Regions from separate parts of the Anser cygnoides genome. Here all the other regions are linked to region 2. Evidence: chromatin contacts called from public Hi-C data. All regions are on one chromosome and are shown on one strand. Each heading gives the region's core, a stretch centred on a gene start, on an enhancer-like site or on the middle of the called end of the contact. The rest is flanking DNA. Distances are from core to core; before and after follow the strand shown.

Region 1 (4,494 bases), core at 1,261-3,760, 210 kb after region 2:
CTGTGGGCAGCACACGGGTCAAATCTGTTCTGACATGTCCAACAACACAGTGATTATGCACTACAGAAAGAAGTGAGGTTGGAGATGTAAAACCACAAGCTATCAGAAAGGCATGACTTCAAATGTTTTCAGAAATGTGAAGACGAAGCTGCTAAGACTCTGAGCAGTTTCTGAGAAGAGTGAGAAATTTCCGCACTTACAAATATTGTGTGCCCTTTGTTCACATCAGTTGATGGCTGTTGCTGCAGAATCAGAGCATGCAACCAGCATGACTTTAGTCGTGAATAGACACATTAAAAAAGAATAGTCATCCAGAAGATAAGCAATTTTGGTTTGAATGTAAAGATCATTTTGAGATGACATTTTACTACTAAAAATATTGTTCAGGTGCTATAAAATAACATACTCGCTTTTATTAGCTACACTTACTGATATACATTATAGAGCTACACTTTCAGCCTCATATTGTTCCAAGTATTTTCTCATAATTTTCAAGAATTTCTTCATGTCAGCTGCATTACCTTCCTATAAGGAAGCTGACTCTCTTTTCTGTCAGCTGTGCAATGCCATTGTGTCTGAAGAAAGCTCATGATTTCAACTTGTGTCATATTATTAAAACGGCATGATAACATCAACTTATATGTCATATTTCCCAATGCCTTATTCTAAGCAAAACAAAAGCTTTACCTTTTAGTATGTCCTCACCCACAAAAATAAGTGTCCGGTTGCTGAGTTTATCAGCTACAGTTAGACTAAGGCTGAGAGCTCCAAAAACTTCTGTATATGGCCTGGGTGCTTATAAAGTTGGCAGAGGACTCTGACAGTATTTTGTAAAAATTGTGATTTAAGTCTAGGGTGTGAGATTATTAAAATATATTTGCATTGTAGTAGGATGTCATATATACATATTATATATATTTATATATATATAAAAGCAATGAAAAAGTTTACGTGAGTTCCAAGTAAACCTATGACCTAAAGTTTCCGTGCTGCCATGTCACATTCATGAGGTGGCTACACATTAGTATTAAGCAAAGTTTATATGATTTAAGATCCTTTGGCAGGAAAATAACAATATAAACATAGATCATCTGGAAGTACACTCTGGTGCTGTAAAAAAAAAAAAGGGGGGGGATGACTGTTCTATTACATGCAGTGACTGAAAAATAAAATTTTATTGTGTTTATTAAAATGATAAAATACATCTATATAAAAACTTTGCAATCCAAATGCAAACAGGACATTTCAAAAGAACACACTGGTATCACGCTGTGCTATGACACCAGTTAGGTAAACCCCGCTTGATACCTTTTAAAGTATAAAAATTACATTGGAAATAAAATTGCAGGGAAGAAATACACTGAAGGACACAGAAGGGAAATTACAGCCAGTTAAGCAAAAGGCCGGGGTGAGACAGTCGCTAAGTTTTTACACGGCGCTGGCTATAAAGCGAAACCGACGCGAACATTTTAAGATAAACACCCACCACGGACCCACGTGAAACCCCACTGCGCTGGGTTTCATCACAGAGCACGTCCCCACTTTCACAAATGCCCCACCACACGCGTGACGGCGTTTTGGGCAGCACCGCTCGCAGCAGCCACCCCAAATCCCTGTGAGGGGCTGAAATCCCTGCCCCGTCCTCTCCCAGCGCCCTGCTCCGGCCTGATCACCGCCGGGGAGGGCAGTACCCGGTTTAGGACGGGGCACGGCAATGGCCAAGCGGACCCCGCTGCTCCAGGAGGGATCCGGGCAGCGGCCGAGGAGCTGGCGGCGCCCCCGAGTCACCTCCTGGGCCCCCAGCGGGGCTTGGAAACCCCCCGGCGGGGTTCCCCGCGGAGAGCCGGGGCCGGGCCCGGTTCCTTCGTCCTCCCCGCCCGCCCCCGGGCCCCGGTCTTCCTGGAAGCCTCCGGGTGACGGCAGGGCCCCGGCTCGCACCCACCTTGCGGCTCAGCAGGCGGGATTGCCGCTGCTTCTCCGCCGTGCCCAGCGCCCGCAGCCGCTGCCGCAGCTGCGCTCGCAGCGCCCGCTTGGCGGCCCGCAGCGCCGCCGCCATTTCGGGGACGCCGCCGCCGCCCTCCCGCGGCGGCTCCATGAGCCCCGGGGAGCCGGGCCGCAGCGCTTCGGGGCAGCGTTGTGGAGCTGCTGGACTGGGTTCCCGGGTGGCTGCCAGCCAGCTGAGGTCCCAGCACAGCCCCGCTGTCCGGGGAGGGGATTGTTGGGCAGGGTGCCCCGGCCAGGTCTGGGGGAAGGTAGGAGCCCGGTGGCCACGCAGCCTGGCAGGGCTCCATCCCTGCTTGGGGCAGCCACCTCCTCCGTCCCTCACAGCCATGGGGTCAGCCTTCCCTGCAGGGTGATTCCCAGCGAAAGGTCGTGGCTTTGAGGCCTGGTGTGCTCTGCCCACTGTCTCTGCTCCAGACCAGCCACCACAGCCTGTCAGGGTGAGCCATGTGCCATGCAGAACCATTTTCAAGGCTGAATGTCAATCTAGCATTCATTGCAGAGAATCTCCCCTTTCCTAATTTTGCTATAGAAAGGGAAATTACACTTCAGCAGGATATTTGACTGCTGCCTACCAGATGGTTTCACATCCCTACAAGCTCTGCTGGTGGCTGGTGGACCTGGAATGCAGGGGAGATTTTGTGCCCTGAGAGGAACAGAAAGCGCTGCGCTGGCACCGGCCCATGGCAGCCTCACGCCCCCTCACACCACGGGTGCTGGCCTGGGTGATGGGGGTGTCAAAATGGAGATGCTGCAAGTGTCCTTTGGTTTCTCCCTTGGCAGGAATATGGGAATAGGCACTTTCATACATCTGCTGTAGGTGCTACTGAGAAACATCTCAATCTAACTGTTGTGTGTATTGATGTCACCGACTGTCCTACGTGCGGCTTGTTGGCTGCATCTTTTGCTCTGGAAAGAGCATTGTGTACTCCAACATACCACTGGCAGCTGCTGTCGGTGAAACAGCACTGCCCTGGAACAGGGGGTAAAACATGTCGGACAGTGTCATACATAAACCCATGATGTTTAATAAAGCATATCTATACTGTTTTAGAAGATTTAACTGTTATCACTGCTGTTTTAAGACATAGTCTGTTTAGATTCTGGACAGAGTATCATAGAATCGTAGAATCAGTAAGGTTGGAAAAGACCTCCGAGGTCATCCGGTCCAACTGTCCTCCTACCACCAATGTCACCCACTAAACCATGTACCCAGGCACCACGTCCAAGCTTTCCTTGAACACCCCCAGGGACGGTGACTCCACCACCTCCCTGGGCAACCCGTCCCAGTGCATGACTACTCTTTCTGAGAAGAAATGTCTCCTCATTTCTAACGTAAACCTCCCCTGGCACAACTAAATGACATTCTCTCTAGCCCTATCACTAGTTATCTGTGAGAAGAGGCCAACCCCCAGCTCCCCACACCTTCCTTTCAGGTGGTTGTAGAAAGCAGTAAGGCCTGCCCTGAGCCTTCTCTTCCCCAGACCAAACAACCCCAGTGCCCTCAGCCGCTCCTCACAGGACTTGTGTTCCAGGCTCTTCAACAGCTTTGTAGCCCTTCTCTGGACACACTCCAGGGCCTCGATGAGGGGCCCAAAACTGAACACAGAACTCGAGGTGCAGCCTCTCAGCCCAGCTTTTTTTGCTCTTAAATGCAGAGCAAACACATTATTTATGTCCTAGTGAAGATAATCTAGAGCTTAAGGAACTATCAGTGGTCTAAGTTTCTTTTATTTAAACCCAGGCCTTATCCATGAAAGGCCAATTATCAAATCATTACAACATCTAGACTTTTTAAGGGGTCGGATAGTCTTTTATATTTAATCCAAAAATTGTACCCCCCAGTATAAAATAAGTTACTAGATTAGTATAAAAGGAAGTGAATATAGTATTAACAGGCTGGTATTAGCCATAACACAGTAAGAGCTTTAAATGGCATAAGAAAGGGAACTGAATAAGAACTATTGACCTTATCCTGAAGACTGAGACTATAAATAAATAAATATGACAAAATATATTTAAAATGTCATTCCTGACAGAAACTTCCATAGTTGTCCTGAAGGGGATGTTTTCCTTTAGCTGCCATATGCCCTCAGGAAGCTGCCATCTCTTCTTCAGCGGCAACAAAATTAATCTCAGAAATCCTGCTATACATGCTAAATCATCTTTATTGCTTTCATTGGAGAGGAAGAGGGAGCAGTACTGTTTCTTGCGAATGTTAACGCGTGCGTGTGTTCTCTAGTTAAACCCAGCAAGTTGGAGAGAGAGCCCAATACCAGAAGGAGGCTGGTTCATTCTGCTGGTGTCATAAAGCCTTCATGGTATAGAGGATTTGTCTCGAGGAATACTGCTGTTGTGTGCCACAGGCCCGTGGCTGCCTTTGTTCGGTTCACCTCCCACCATGTCTACAAAAGAAGACTATTTAGACCTAGTCTTAGTCCCCAAATGTAGGGCACTCACCACAGCTAAAGAAAACCCTTCTAAAATGAATTC
Region 2 (4,058 bases), core at 65-2,564:
TTCCTAAGCTTCTGCAAAATCTGGTGATTTACATGCTGAGCACGCTGACACCCAAGTCCCTCCTCAGCCACGAATTTGTCAGAGGTACACATAGTTCCCTGCAAACAGGAGCAGTATATTCCACTTCAAGCTGTAACACTTAACAAACCCTATTTCATGCCCTGCACAGTTTAGGTTTCACCTCATGAATGTTAATACTGTATCACACAAAATACTTTTAATAACCTGCTGCGCTGTAACAGTGATAGATGTTGGCTGTACCCAAGTTTAGTGGAGCTACAAGCGCCCTGAATTTAGGCCTGAAGCCTACTAGAGGTTTGTTTAGCACAAACAAGAGAATTATGGCTATGCTGATAAACCAGCTGGCCTCTCTCCTGGAAATTACCATACTCCAGAGCTAATTGGCATAATAAAACGAATCTATGGTAACACATTAAATCAGCGTACTTGCCTCACGTATTGAAATTGTTCCAGGATTGAGTAATTGATAAGTAGGTGTAAGATCAAGCTGAAAGCAAACAGGACAACCGCAGCAACAAACAGCACAGCCCTAACAGATGCAGGGGTGACACAGAATGAAGTGATGCATACAGTTAGACCATGAGAAAAGTAGGGAAGGGTACATAATTCAGTAGAGTGTAAGTGCTAAAGGAAAGTCATGTGTGAAGTAAGATTTAAGAAGCCACATTGAATGATGGTTCTTCAGAGGTGATTTTCATGGCGTGGTGATCTTTAATGTTAAGATGCCTCACTCTGTTAGCTGGGAGGACTAATGGGAGTGCAGTAAGCCAGTTGTGTGTCAGAACTCCTTGTTCTGCCCCTAAATAGGGATGACAACTTCGATTCCTGCAGCAGCAGCTGGCTGTTACCTTACTTCTCCAGTTCTCCCAGCAACAACTCATCGGAGAGGAGGCTAAAGAAGCGATAAATGTCATTTTAGCCTTACTGATTCTGGCAAGCCAAGGCAGGGTAAGGATGTTGACAGCTCTGCGAGTACATTAGAAGGGTTTTGTGGCTCCAGGTGAGGCACAGAGAGGGCCAGGCGAGTTGGGTGGAGGTGCCCGTGGCGGAGGCCGTCCCCGGGACACCGGTACTTACTCTTACGGCCAGAGCTCATGCTGGCTTCCAGCTGCTTCAGCTTCAGCACCAGCTCCTCCTTATCGGCCTTACGCTCTATGACATAGCTCAGCAGCATGCACGTGTACTGCGTGGCTCTGCAGCGGCAAACACAGCAGGAACGCGGGGTGAAAACGCGACGGGCACACGGGGCTGGGGGGCGACAACGCCGGGGCTGGGGGGGCACCGGGGGCCCGCGGGGCGGCCCCGCACTCACCGTAGGAGCCGCTCGCGGCCCTGGCTGCGGTCGGTGAAGTCCACGAAGCGCTCCATGGCGGCGGCGGCGGCGGGGCAGCACCGGGAGGAGAACGGCGGCCGCCCCGCTCCGCTCCGCCCCGCTCCGCCCCGCCGGCGGAACCTTGCCGCTGCGGCCTCTGTTCCCCGGCCGGGCGGCGTCGCTGCCGGCCCGTTGTCATGGCGACCGGCAACGGCGGGGCAGGTGCGGGCCGGTGTCCCCGCGAAAAGCTTCCCCCCCCCCCGGTTGTTTTTTTTTTTTTTTTAATGCCTTCTCATAAATCTTAACAAACTCAGCCCTAAACTTTTCCTTTTTTTTTTTTTTTTTTTTTTTTTTTTTGTAAATGTAAAATATCAATGTCTGTGTGGCCGATATTCGCAGAGCAGAACAAAAACTATAAGTAACAGAGGGGCTGCAACAAGTGGAAATGAGCTACACAGAACAAGTTTGCTCTGCCCATGCCCAAAGGAACCCCCTTCCCTCTTAAAGATCATTAACCGTATTTTCTTTTTTTTTTCCCTTTACCTCATGAAAGTAGATATTGTGCGATTCTTCGTTCTCCTGCACCTGCTGTGGTTACTGCACCGGTGGTGTGCTCTGCACTGGGAGAGGCAGCAAGATGCCCGCGCGTGTCCGGAAGCATTCCCTGGAGATTCCTCCGCCATCTGAGGAGGACTGGCTAAAGGATGATGAGGAAGACTTCTTCCTGCAGGATCCCGAGCGAATACGTGATGCGTTGCCTCAGCCCTTCAGGATGGTCAACAAACTGGTGATGCTGGTTTTTGAAAATGCAATGGAAATCATCGAAAGAAGGGAGACGCTCTGAGATGCACAAAAACTGAAGGTCCAGCCCACAAAATGCTTTCCTACAGCTGAATTCCAGGTACAGAGCCCCTTACACCAGGGATAGCAGCAATTAGCTTGCTGGTTTCTCTAGAGAATATCCATTCAGTTGGCTTTACATCCTCCTGTTCATCACCTTCCTCAGAATCCACCACCATCTCCCCGATTCATTTCAAAAGGCTGCAGTTTCTCAGCTTGTCTGACAGGTTCTGCTTGCCACCCATCTATCACATCTCTCTGAAAAGAAAGAAGCAGGTATTAAAGAGTACTAAATTCACCTTCTGCTTCCTTGGCTGGCTCCACCCTTGTTGGCCCAGAAGGTAATTAGTCAGTAGCATGCAAATAAGCAAGCTTGGCTTTGTGTAATAGTGAATATGCTGTGAAAGGTGGGAGCAGTTTTTTATTTTTTATTTCTGAGAGAAATAAACTCTCTAATTCCTGACAGAGCAATCTCTGTGACAGAGGAGATGAGACCTTCTTCCCCTGCTCTTCTGATGAAAGCTCATGAAAAAGCTTTTCCCTTGTAGAATAATCAGCCTTTGCTATTGGTGAAAGGTTAGGAGAGTATTGCTAGTGTGGCTGATGTATCCTCCTTGTCTGAAGTGGGGTGCACACATCTTTTCCCTTTCTTGGTAGGTAACTGGAACAGCCAATTGCCTGTCAGTGTCTGGAAAATTCATCTTTGTTGGTGTGTCCGTGGGTCTGGCTGCCTTCAGGAGGTATGACTGTAAGCAGGTCTGTGTTTGGGATGCAGTCAAGACAGAGATTTGTGTCATCCGCTCCTCGGACTTGGGGAACGAGCACCATGTCCTGCTCACTGTGGATGAAGTGGGTAGGTGTGACGTGGGTTTCCCTGACCTGGCTGGTGGATGGCTGCGCTCTGGAGCTGAGGGGTTGATAGCTGCTTTATGGAAGAGTGCTAAATCAGGAGGAATGTGAGTGTGGCTGTTGTATTTCCTAGAAAGCCCTGCAAAAAAGAGTGTTAGGTAACGGGCTGTAGGGTGATAGAGTGGCCCTAAGGCCTTGGGATTAGGAAAGGGTGTGGGTTTGGTGTCATAGGTGCAGGGCTGAGGCTGAAGTGCAATAGGTTTTAGGAATAACTTGGACCAGATGGAAAGAAGCATTGCTAGGTGTGACCTCCTGCTTGTGCTTTGTTTCAGCACCTGTAATTGCACAGCCCTGTGGTAAACAAGTTTGTTTGTTGATTCATCTGAAACCTGTCATTTCTGGTGGAGGTGCTTTTCAGACTGTCTTATCCATCTCTGTGTACAATCGAGTGTTTGCTGGTGATGACAAAGGAAGCCAGTGAAAGTGTATTGCTGGAAGCAGTGGGGTATTCTTCCTTGAGCCCAGAAAAAAACAAAAACATAATCCTGTCCACTCTCCTGGACATACTGTAACAGCCCTCTCCCAAGAGCATGGCTACCATCTGTTCACTTTCCTCCTCCTACTTCTGTATTTCTATTGCAGGGCTTGTCTCGCTCTTCTGCTTTCACAGGGAAAGCTTCCTACTCATTAAGATCTTAAATGAGGTGGTAAGTACTGATTTAATTGCATAGACACTGCGTAAGGACTAGTAAATAATCAATCATGAAGAATACTAATTGCCTTCAGGAAATTCGGTCATGGGCAGCCACATGCTGACACCAGAGCTCATTCACTGAGCCAGAAGCATGCAGGTTGGCTGGTGGTGTGACATATACTCTCTGAGCGCCAAAGTCATCCCATGCCAACGTCCCAGAGATGTATCTGCAGCAAAAGCAGCTGCTGGAGGTCCCTGACACCATCCTATATGAACCAGAGGAATAAATCTTCATTTAGACTAGTCTCAGGGAAGTGATTTTCAGAACTACTGGCTTACATG
Region 3 (4,179 bases), core at 525-3,024, 160 kb after region 2:
TCTGGTCCTTTGGCCGTTGCCGTCATCAATCCCACATCTCAAAAGAACTTTCTCCATATCAAACACTTGTTAGGGACAGCTTTTTGAGAAATAACCCTGTATATCTTGTGCAGTACAGTGGCATCAGCCCCAAAGAGCTCTCTCCCAGATCAGACAGCTAAAAAAATCCCATCTGGTCCTGACTGCTCTGAAACAATAGAGATGCAGAGGTATATATTTCAGACAAGCAAGCCCCAAGGCAAATCTGTGCAAGTCTCTACAGACTGTACTAGTGCTAGAATTGTAACCAAAAGGAAATAAGCTGCCAAAACATAGCAGGGCTCAGCGATGTTTTACACATTGCTGTTTTATAGACTCACCTGCACGGCGAGCGTTTTGCACCACCTATTGTACTCTCTCCTTCGTGCCCATATTTCATTATAGGTTTGCCATTTCTCAACGTGTAAAAATAGGATGTGCTGGCATGGTTTAAGTGGTGCTAAGAGCACCATGGAGAGGCACAGCGATAGCTGTGAGGGAAAGAAGAGAAGAGAGGAATTCTCCCGAGCAAAGAGCAATATCAAGCGAATGCTGAACCGACAACCTCTTCTGCTGGGACCGAAATGCTCTGGCAAAAAGCCACCACCATGTACATCCGTACAGCAACCAGCAGCCCCTCAGAGGAGAGCACATCAGGAATGCATTCAGCACACAAAGTCTCAGCTGAATGAGACAGTGCAGACAAGATAATCCTGCTGTTTTATCTATCCGAGGGAAGTCAGGTTTGGATTTGAAGGGCAATTTTCCAGGACTTTCCACCTTGTAAATTCAAAAGCAAGTGGCTGTACGCTGGTGCCAGTCTCACACCTCCCTCGTGTCAAGGATGATTCAAGACAAGTGAGAGGGAGGTCTCCAGGGCTGGTTTTCTGAACGGGCTGTTTTCACTCCACTGCAGCACGGCGCAGTGCTCAGTGCTATCCAGGTCGCTGAATTTTCAGCACTGATACGTCCCATGCATGCTGTGCCCCTCATGGGCTTCCATTTGGTGCTGGGTCTGGTCAAACGGACCTCGTGGTGGTAGTGTTTGGGGGGCCATCAACTCTGTTAGTGCCTTGATGGAATAAAGACTGTGTGTGGCTGGAGGAAAAGAAAATAAGGAGAAAGTGGGCTGGAGGTGATATTGGAGACTTGTTTGCCAAGATTTAATACATTTTGGATAACTGACAGCTGGCTTTCCACAGCCACATTTTTCCTCTCAATTCTTTTTATTTCCTCAGGCAACATTTACTTCTGCTTTTTAAACAAAATACAGTCAGAGCCAGGATATCGCAGTGCAGGCTGACTGACTGCTTTCAGACAGTTCTCCAAACCTCCTGAACATGTTAAACCACCCTTCTGAGCAGCAGGAATAAGGATGTGGCTCTACCAGGAAGCATTAGCGAAAACATTATCATTCATAAGAGCTGCTCAGTATTTCTGGGCTGAAATTATCCACAACAATATTTTTATAATTTTGTTTTTAATTTCTAGTAGTGGGAGGAAGAGTTGCTGTTCCAGCTGCAGAGAGAGCTTTTCTCACTATCTAACATGGTAATGTTTTTTTTTTCCAATGCTGAGAAACAGCAAATGAAACACGGGAGGCTGAGGCCATCACCAGATCTTGGCATCACAAAAAATACGTTACTGGGGTGGGGCTGGGACATGGTCAGCGAGTTGCCGGCTGTACAGACCTGGAGCCTGGTTTTCAGCAGCTGCACATGCTGGATTTATCAGCCCGTATGAGATATGGCACCGCAGAAATTGGTCTGAGACCGCTGGACTATTTACTACCACTATACCAGAATAATTCATATGCTTATTCCCTGCTCTGAATACATCCAAAACTAAACCTCCCAGGTGAAGTTGCACTGATTTAAAGCTGGCCATAAATCTGTTGACCCTTGCCAAGCCAAGATTTTCTTTTTTATTTTTATTTTTTGAAGCAGGGGAAATATGAGTCTCTGTGGTGTAGGGAAAAAAAAAAAGACAATTTTCCAAACTCTGCAGTGAGAGAGAAAAATACTTTTGCATATTTGTCCTTCGTCCATAAGCATCAAGCAAATCTTCATACCCTTTATGCTGCATTGTCCCCTCATCTTGCTCTGTTTCCCGTTTGTTTTTATCTCCCAAAGCTTTCCACAGTCTCTCCTGCAGTCCCCTAAATTTTCTCCCTGGCCTCTTGCACAGGGACTGAAACAAGCTTGGATTGCTTGTCCCCGCCTAACCAGGGAGAGCAAACAACCCAAAGCAAAGTCCCCGTGCAGCCCCGTTATCAAAATGTTCCATCAGCACACTTGGATTCAGCACCCGCCCAGTGCACTGTCCCTGATCCGCAGCCCACGGGGGGAGGCAGACCCAGGAGAGCCCGAGACATCTCCCCCTTACCTGCACCCTGCTGTATGCGGGAGGATGCTTTTCAGCACAGGGTGAGCATGGCTGATGCAGGATCTCTCATGTCCCTGAGCCGGTGCACTGATAGCAGATAGCCCGTGTTTTTATTACTGAGCAGATATTTTTACCCTTTGGGAAACAGAGCTGATTTTAGGGAGGGAAAATGCTTCACCAGCCTGCTGATGGCCAGATTTTGGAAAGCCTCCTTATTCAGGACAGCCTGAGTCATTTTAGGCTTGCTTTCAACTCCCACTGTTTAACCATTAAGCTTTTTTGTAATTCCCTTCCACGAATAGGTGCCTGTGTCATACAGCATCTCACTTCTCCTTCATGGCATCCTTTCTTAGCCTTTGGACAAGAAAAGGAACAGGTCTTTGGTAACCAGAGTACGTAGAAATCTCTAAGTTCGTTTGCTGGTTTATTGCAATGGAAAAGAGATTTTCTTACTGTAAACGCATTAATATATTCTGATTAGCCTTGAACAGTGGTAGGAGGGAATAAGATAAGGTCTCAACATACTTCAGAAGTAAACAGCAATGTGTAAAGTTGTTTTAACAGCTTTAGGATGAGTTTAAATTAGGTGATTTTTTTTTTCTAAATGACATATCTTGAAAAAAATAGCCCTTCAGCTCTTTAATGACACATTCACTTATATCACTTAGATGTTCCATGCTACTTCTTCTACAGGCACGGCTGTGTGAAGTGCCAGCATTGTTGTGATCTAAATTAACCAACTACTTCCTTAGCCGTTCTGCTGGTTAGCTAATTTTAAGGATGCAGATTTTCCCCATGAAATTCTCAGCTGGACACCACATCAAGGGTCTTTGTGTAGCACCAAGCATGGTGGCCCTTGACCACGGCCTCCAAGAATAGTGAAAATAATGAATTTGGGCCATCCAGACAGGAGTAGTTTTTCTCAAACTAAACCATTTGGGGATGTTGGAATCCCTTCAAGCCCCAAAAGCACTCACCATGCATTTTCTCCAGGGCTTTGGAGATTCCCTGTGGACAGCAGAAAAAGGGATTTTGTCCGTTTTGTCCACTTCTTCCAGTTATCACTCTGTCTTCTACTTAATAGTCCCTTACCGGGGCTGGGCAAGCATTTCTGCAAACCTACTGAGAAATTTGGCTTGGAGGGCCAAGGGATGGGATGGGACTTGGGTTTCTCCGTGGTTATTGCCACGCAAGGGTCCTGGGCCTGGCGAGGAGGCGCTGGCTGGGGGCAGCTCCAGCAGCAGCCGGAGCAGGCTGAGCCCCACACCCGGGGACGCCTCGCCCACGTCCTCTGGGTTCTGCGGTGTGCAATAAACAAAAGAAACCCCCAAAACCACAGACCGACTGTGTTGGAAATGTTGTCCCCAGTGTGAGGGAGTATTTGTTGGGTTCTGAGAATTGCCAAGATTACAAAATCCAGATCTCATTGGGAGTTACGTAGTGTGAAGCTTCTCCTCCACCATAGTTGTTGGTATTTTTAAAGAATATTGAAGTCAGGGAAAACAAATCCCTTTATTTATTTATTTGTTTGTTTGTTTATTTTTCTGGCTTATAGATTGATTAGAAAGCAATTGGATAAATAACCACCTTCTACATTTTCCCATGTTTTCTCTTAAATGCCCATAAGAAGATGGGAGTTTTTTTCCATGCCTTTTAGGAGACTATTTCACAGAGATTTTGTCCTGTTACTGAGCTCAGACTTCTGCTTCTGCCTTTTCTATCGTGCTTCCCTTAGCATCACATTTTCGTACACACAAAACAATTCTTTTCTGTCTG

What was found. Hi-C and Micro-C count contacts between places; a contact is called where the count stands out from the background.
Region 1: a Hi-C map of liver shows a contact between it and region 2, with 1.9 times the contacts expected there. The contact joins the promoter of MTHFS here to the promoter of WDR93 in region 2. A contact is called at or near these places in 2 of 7 Hi-C or Micro-C datasets (both in liver).
Region 3: a contact with region 2 is called in a Hi-C map of liver, with 5 times the contacts expected there. The contact joins the enhancer-like site here to the promoter of WDR93 in region 2. A contact is called at or near these places in 2 of 7 Hi-C or Micro-C datasets (both in liver).

The regions. Positions count from the first base shown.
Region 1 is chr11:8,770,834-8,775,327 of Taihu_goose_T2T_genome, forward strand. It overlaps MTHFS (methenyltetrahydrofolate synthetase), which reads right to left and starts at 2,511. Exons shown (of 3, transcript XM_067004033.1): 1 at 1,943-2,511. The coding sequence starts at 2,467. BCL2A1 (BCL2 related protein A1) reads right to left here. Exons shown (of 2, transcript XM_013192750.3): 2 at 3,804-4,494.
Region 2 is chr11:8,563,031-8,567,088 of Taihu_goose_T2T_genome, forward strand. It overlaps WDR93 (WD repeat domain 93), which reads left to right and starts at 1,315. Exons shown (of 17, transcript XM_067003720.1): 1 at 1,315-1,555; 2 at 1,890-2,234; 3 at 2,831-3,026; 4 at 3,665-3,729. The coding sequence starts at 1,388. PEX11A (peroxisomal biogenesis factor 11 alpha) reads right to left here and starts at 1,466. Exons shown (of 3, transcript XM_048071949.2): 1 at 1,334-1,466; 2 at 1,099-1,214. The coding sequence starts at 1,389.
Region 3 is chr11:8,720,322-8,724,500 of Taihu_goose_T2T_genome, forward strand. No RefSeq gene overlaps it. Among named protein-coding and RNA genes, the nearest start is that of MTHFS, 51 kb to the right of the region's middle. Within about 2 kb of position 1,775, at least 2 of the 3 cell types and tissues checked have open chromatin away from gene starts, as enhancers often do. A contact at or near this core is called in liver, where this site is marked.